2 separate regions of the Mus musculus genome follow, and region 1 is linked to region 2. A link is a contact called in public promoter capture Hi-C data. All regions are on one chromosome and are shown on one strand. Each heading gives the region's core, a stretch centred on a gene start, on an enhancer-like site or on the middle of the called end of the contact. The rest is flanking DNA. Distances are from core to core; before and after follow the strand shown. Region 1 overlaps Kbtbd2 (kelch repeat and BTB (POZ) domain containing 2). Region 2 holds the start of Avl9 (AVL9 cell migration associated).

Evidence for each region. Promoter capture Hi-C pulls out the DNA fragments that hold promoters and counts their contacts.
Region 1: a contact with region 2 is called in a promoter capture Hi-C map of embryonic stem cells, with 2.7 times the contacts expected there. The contact joins the enhancer-like site here to the promoter of Avl9 in region 2. A contact is called at or near these places in 17 of 39 promoter capture datasets (the 3T3-L1 cell line, the C10 cell line, the HPC-7 cell line and 14 more), 49 of 484 Hi-C or Micro-C datasets (the 3T3-L1 cell line, 3T3-L1-derived adipocytes, the AML12 cell line and 37 more), 11 of 115 datasets of contacts at active chromatin or transcription factors (the 230-238 cell line, CD8 T cells, the SCID.adh cell line and 4 more) and 4 of 9 other capture datasets (adipose tissue, embryonic stem cells, liver and 1 more).

What each region holds. Positions count from the first base shown.
Region 1 is chr6:56,778,510-56,781,209 of GRCm38.p6, reverse strand. It overlaps Kbtbd2 (kelch repeat and BTB (POZ) domain containing 2), which reads left to right. Exons shown (of 4, transcript NM_001362210.1): 4 at 797-2,700. The coding sequence ends at 2,332. Among named protein-coding and RNA genes, the nearest start is that of Gm10209, 15 kb to the left of the region's middle. Within about 2 kb of position 1,364, at least 5 of the 459 cell types and tissues checked have an H3K27ac peak or open chromatin away from gene starts, as enhancers often do. A contact at or near this core is called in embryonic stem cells, where this site is marked.
Region 2 is chr6:56,713,489-56,716,188 of GRCm38.p6, reverse strand. It overlaps Avl9 (AVL9 cell migration associated), which reads right to left and starts at 1,284. Exons shown (of 16, transcript NM_030235.1): 1 at 975-1,284. The coding sequence starts at 1,067.

The DNA of each region.
Region 1 (2,700 bases), core at 115-2,614, 65 kb before region 2:
GGAATTATATTGAGCTATTAAGCAGTTAAGTAAAATTGATGATTAATGCATTTTAGTATGATTATCTTTTCTAGTCTGTATTTCTCAGATTTCCCTTTCTGATTTTAATGGGAATGTGGGTATTTTCCCATCTTTTTCCTGTTTCGGAATAATACTTAGTACTTTGGAAACTTGTTTCAGCTGGGCATGGTAGCACCAGGCCGTAATCTCAGCAGTTGAGAGGTGGAAGTGAGCCGGGCATAGTGGCGCATGCCTTTGATCCCAGCACTTGGGAAGCAGAGGCAGGCGGATTTCTGAGTTCAAGGACAGCCAGGGCTACACAGAGAAACCCTGTTTCGAAAAGAGAAGAGAAAAGGAGGGAGGGTGGGAGGTGGAAGTGAGTGAAGGATTGGAGTTTAAGGTCAGCCTCAGCTACTGTAACGAGAACCTGTATACAAAAACAATCAGGAACCAGCCGTAGAAAGGCAGTTAAAAAATTTAAACAGCTCCTTAAATCTGAGATTACCAGTGTGTGCCACTCATCCAGCCTAAATAGAACAGGTAAAATAGGCCATTGGGCAAGAGTAAGAAATAGAAAACTGTATAGCCTAGAAGTCTAATTTTGTTATTGCAAGAACTTGTCTCTTACCCCAAACGTATAAAACTTGACAGTACAGGAGCATCTGCTATGGGAAACCTGTGGTATCGTAGATAAAAGTAAACTGGAGGCTGGGAGTATGGATCGCAGTGCAGGGTCCTGAGTTCAAAATCTCAGCATCTTTTTACCTTTTTTTTTCTACGTGTCATCTTTTTTTAGGTAGAAGATGTGTTACAGCGTTGCCGAGAATATTTAATTAAAAAAATTAATGCAGAGAACTGTGTGCGGCTGCTGAGTTTTGCTGACCTCTTCAGTTGTGAAGAATTAAAGCAGAGTGCAAAGAGGATGGTGGAGCACAAGTTCACGGCTGTGTACCGCCAGGAAGCCTTCATGCAGCTGTCCCACGACCTCCTCATAGACATCCTCAGCAGCGACAACTTAAATGTAGAAAAGGAGGAAACCGTGCGAGAGGCTGCCATGCTCTGGCTAGAGTACAACACAGAGTCACGATCCCAGTATTTGTCTTCAGTTCTTAGCCAGATCAGAATTGATGCTCTTTCAGAAGTCACACAAAGAGCTTGGTTTCAAGGTCTCCCACCCAACGATAAGTCTGTTGTGGTTCAGGGTCTTTATAAGTCTATGCCCAAGTTCTTCAAACCCAGACTTGGGATGACTAAGGAGGAAATGATGATTTTCATTGAAGCATCCTCAGAAAACCCTTGTAGTCTTTACTCTTCTGTCTGTTATAGCCCCCAGGCAGAAAAAGTTTACAAGTTATGCAGCCCACCCGCTGATTTGCATAAGGTTGGGACAGTTGTAACTCCGGATAATGATATTTACATAGCAGGGGGCCAAGTGCCCTTGAAAAACACAAAAACAAATCACAGTAAAACAAGTAAACTGCAGACTGCCTTCCGAACTGTGAATTGCTTTTACTGGTTTGATGCACAACAAAATACCTGGTTTCCAAAGACACCAATGCTTTTTGTCCGTGTGAAGCCATCTTTGGTTTGCTGTGAAGGCTATATCTATGCAATCGGAGGAGATAGTGTTGGTGGAGAACTTAACCGGAGGACTGTAGAAAGATACGACACTGAGAAGGATGAGTGGACAATGGTGAGCCCTTTGCCTTGTGCATGGCAGTGGAGTGCAGCAGTTGTAGTTCACGACTGCATCTATGTGATGACATTAAACCTCATGTACTGTTACTTTCCAAGATCTGACTCATGGGTAGAAATGGCCATGAGGCAGACTAGCAGATCTTTTGCTTCAGCTGCAGCTTTTGGTGATAAAATTTTCTATATTGGAGGGTTGCATATTGCTACCAATTCTGGCATAAGACTCCCCTCTGGCACTGTAGATGGGTCTTCAGTAACTGTGGAAATTTATGATGTGAATAAAAATGAATGGAAGATGGCTGCCAACATCCCTGCTAAAAGGTATTCTGATCCCTGTGTTAGAGCTGTTGTGATCTCAAATTCTCTTTGTGTGTTTATGCGAGAAACCCACTTAAATGAACGAGCTAAGTATGTCACCTACCAGTATGATTTGGAACTTGACCGGTGGTCTCTGCGGCAGCATATATCTGAACGTGTACTGTGGGACCTAGGGAGAGATTTTCGGTGCACTGTGGGGAAACTTTATCCATCCTGTCTTGAAGAATCTCCATGGAAGCCACCAACTTACCTTTTTTCACCAGATGGAACAGAGGAGTTTGAACTGGATGGGGAAATGGTTGCACTTCCGCCTGTATAGGGGACTTGAGGGAGTGCCACGTGCTGAACTTGTGATATCCTTTGCTAAACCAGAGGATAAAAAAGGAGAGTATGAGTACATAAAAATCTATCTTTGATACATTTTATTTTTATGCCCTACTTAATATTTGCATCAGTATAATATATATCAGTGTGTCATACAGAAAGATATGCTTCTGTAATATGAAATAGGTTATTTGATAACTGAGAAACTTTAAATGTATCATGTGAGCATAAGAGTCTGGATTATCTAACATTGTTAGCCCTGTGTATGTACAGTCCAGAACTTCACTTTTTTTAGAAAATTTTTTTGTTTGTTTATCTTGTTTTTGGTTTTTTTGTTTTTTGTTTTTTTCCGAGACAGGGTTT
Region 2 (2,700 bases), core at 35-2,534:
TTTAGTGTTATTCCATATCTTTCTGAGGATAAGCGAATATAACATCTTAAAATAATAGTCTATTTTTTTGAGGCAGGGTCTAAGTACCCTGTCTAATTTAAGATAATTCTCTTGCCCCAAGCCTCCCATTTGCTGGATGTATGCCATGTGCCACCACACCTAGATTGAAGGTAACAGTCGACACACACCTGTACACTGACACACACACTCGCAGCTATCACTTCTCCACTCCCTTCACTACTTTTGTTATCTTCTAACTAACTGAACTTCTGTAAATAAATCTAATGTTACATTCTCTGTGAAAGAAAAGAAACCAAGTGCTTCGTTTTCTGCTAGAAGCAATCCGTTTTTTTCAACACCTTAAGTATTCAATATATATATTCACTAGCACATTATGACATCATTGGCTTCCAGTGTTTGTTTAGGCTAAACAAACCTATTCTATTTTGCTCCTTTGCCTTCAACACAAAGCAAACGCTCGGTTCAGACGGTAGGGTGAAGAGTCATTTAAGAAGCTGGCTCCATTTGCACTATCTGTTTGACAAATTACATTTTTACTTACTGCAAGCGATTTGGAGGGCTAACCTAACCAAAAGAATAGCTCTGGGCCGGATCAAATCTGAAATGGCACAAAGAGAAGGGGGCGGGGCCGGTCGCTAACCCCAAACTACAGATTCCAAGGCTCGCAAGAGATAAACAAAGGAAGCCGAGCGGAGCTTACAAGTGCGTCAGTCTACTTGAGCATTCGTGTGGAAACCCACAGCTCGTAACGTGCCGGCGTCCAAACACCGAGTTTTCCTCAAGAGCTCCTTTATGGGTAGACACCCAGCAGGTTGGTGGAGACTGACAGGGAACACAAGGCTCGCCCGTCATTCTTCCGCTAAACCCGAACCCCCGCGGCTCGTCGCGCAGTCCCCGGAGGCACACCGCGAGGAAGGCCGCGGGGCGCCGAGAAGGCGCGGGCCGGTCCTCACCTGGCAGCCCTTCTTGTGGTGAAAGCCGACCACCACGATGTGCAGGACAGGCCCGCAGGGGGCGCCGTCACTCTCACGCCCAGACTTCTCCATGGACGCTCGCCGGAGGCCCCCGCCGCGACTCCAAACGCCGAGGCCCGGCCGCACGACCCAGAGCGGCAGCCTTCGGATGTCAGCCTGAGCGCCGCATACGCGCTGCGCCACGAGCTCCGGGGCCGCCGACCAGCTCCCTCACCTCCGCGGAGCCCCACCGGGCCTCCACCTCTCTGCTTCATCCGCTTCCGCAGCTTCCGGGCTGTCACCTGACGCTACAGCCGCCTCCGGCAGCGCGGGGCGGTACCCTGAGGCCCCTGTCCCGGCTGGGTCTGAGGCGGCATGGGCGGAGCCTGATCAGGGGGCGGGTCTAAAGGAAAAGGAGGCGGAGAGGGGAGGGGCTGTATAACAGGAGAGGCGGGGCCTGCTCGAGAGCTGGCCTGAAGGAAGAGGACCCCCAGCTGAAGGCGCGGCCTACACGACCGGTGGGGCGGGGCGGAGCTGGACGGGGCGGGGCAGGGCAAGGTAGGGCAGACAGACACAGACCCTGTGCAGTGGTGAAGTGGTGTGCACAGGGGGTTGATTTGGCTGACTCTTAAACCTGCTCCTTTCTCCCTACGATCTTTGTCAAATCACTTCCTTCTAAAATCTATTTTTCCTTCATGAAATATCGTTACTCCTCCTTTTTACCAGTTTTACTTATTTATAAACGTATTTCCTCTTCACTCTTTAAATCTTCCGTGGGATCTCTCAGTCTTGATTTTTAAATGTTTAGCAAGAAGACATATTCATGAGGTTTGGTATCTCATGTATTCAACGTTGAAGTTAAGTTTCTTGCTTACTCAAAATTTTTTTTACTTTCACTCTAGAATTTTTTTTTTTTTTTTTTTTTTTTTTTGGTTTTTTGAGACAGGGTTTCTCTTGTAGCCCTGGCTGTCCTGGAACTCACTCTGTAGACCAGGCTAGCCTCGAACTCAGAAATCCGCCTGCCTCTGCCTCCCGAGTGCTGGGATTAAAGGCGTGCGCCACCACGCCCGGCTAGATTTTTTTTTCATTTAATTTTTATACGTACAGTTTCTTTTATGCAAGTGTGTAATGCCACAACTTGAGGGGCTGAAGTAAGAGGTTTGCAAATTTCAAGCCAACTGTGGGTTACATAGTGTTAGAAATGTGCTCACAGGGCTGGAGAGATGGCTCAGCGGTTAAGAATACCGACTGCTCTTCCAGAGGTCCTGAGTTAAATTCCCACCAGCCAACCACATGGTATGTAATGGATCATCTGTAATGGGATCTGATGCTCTCTTCTGGTGTGTCTGAAGACAGCTACAGAGGACTCATATAAATAAAATAAATCGAGAGAGAGAGAGAAATGTGTTCACAAAGTAAAATGACCCCGTAAAGCTTTATAACTTTAAAATTAGTCGAGGCTTGGAAGTACACACCTTTAACCTAAGTACTCCAGAGGCAGGCAGATGTCTGAGTTTGAGGCCAGCCTAGCCTACAGAGCAAGTTCCAGGACAGCCAGGGCTACACAGAATCCCTGTCTCGAAAAATGACGACAACAACAAGGACAATAAATGATGATGATGATGATGATGATGATGATGATGATGATGATGATGATAAGGGTCATAGTCCAAAAAAACCGCAGGAACAAGCACACCTGTTCAGGATGGCCAGGTGGTGGTGGTAA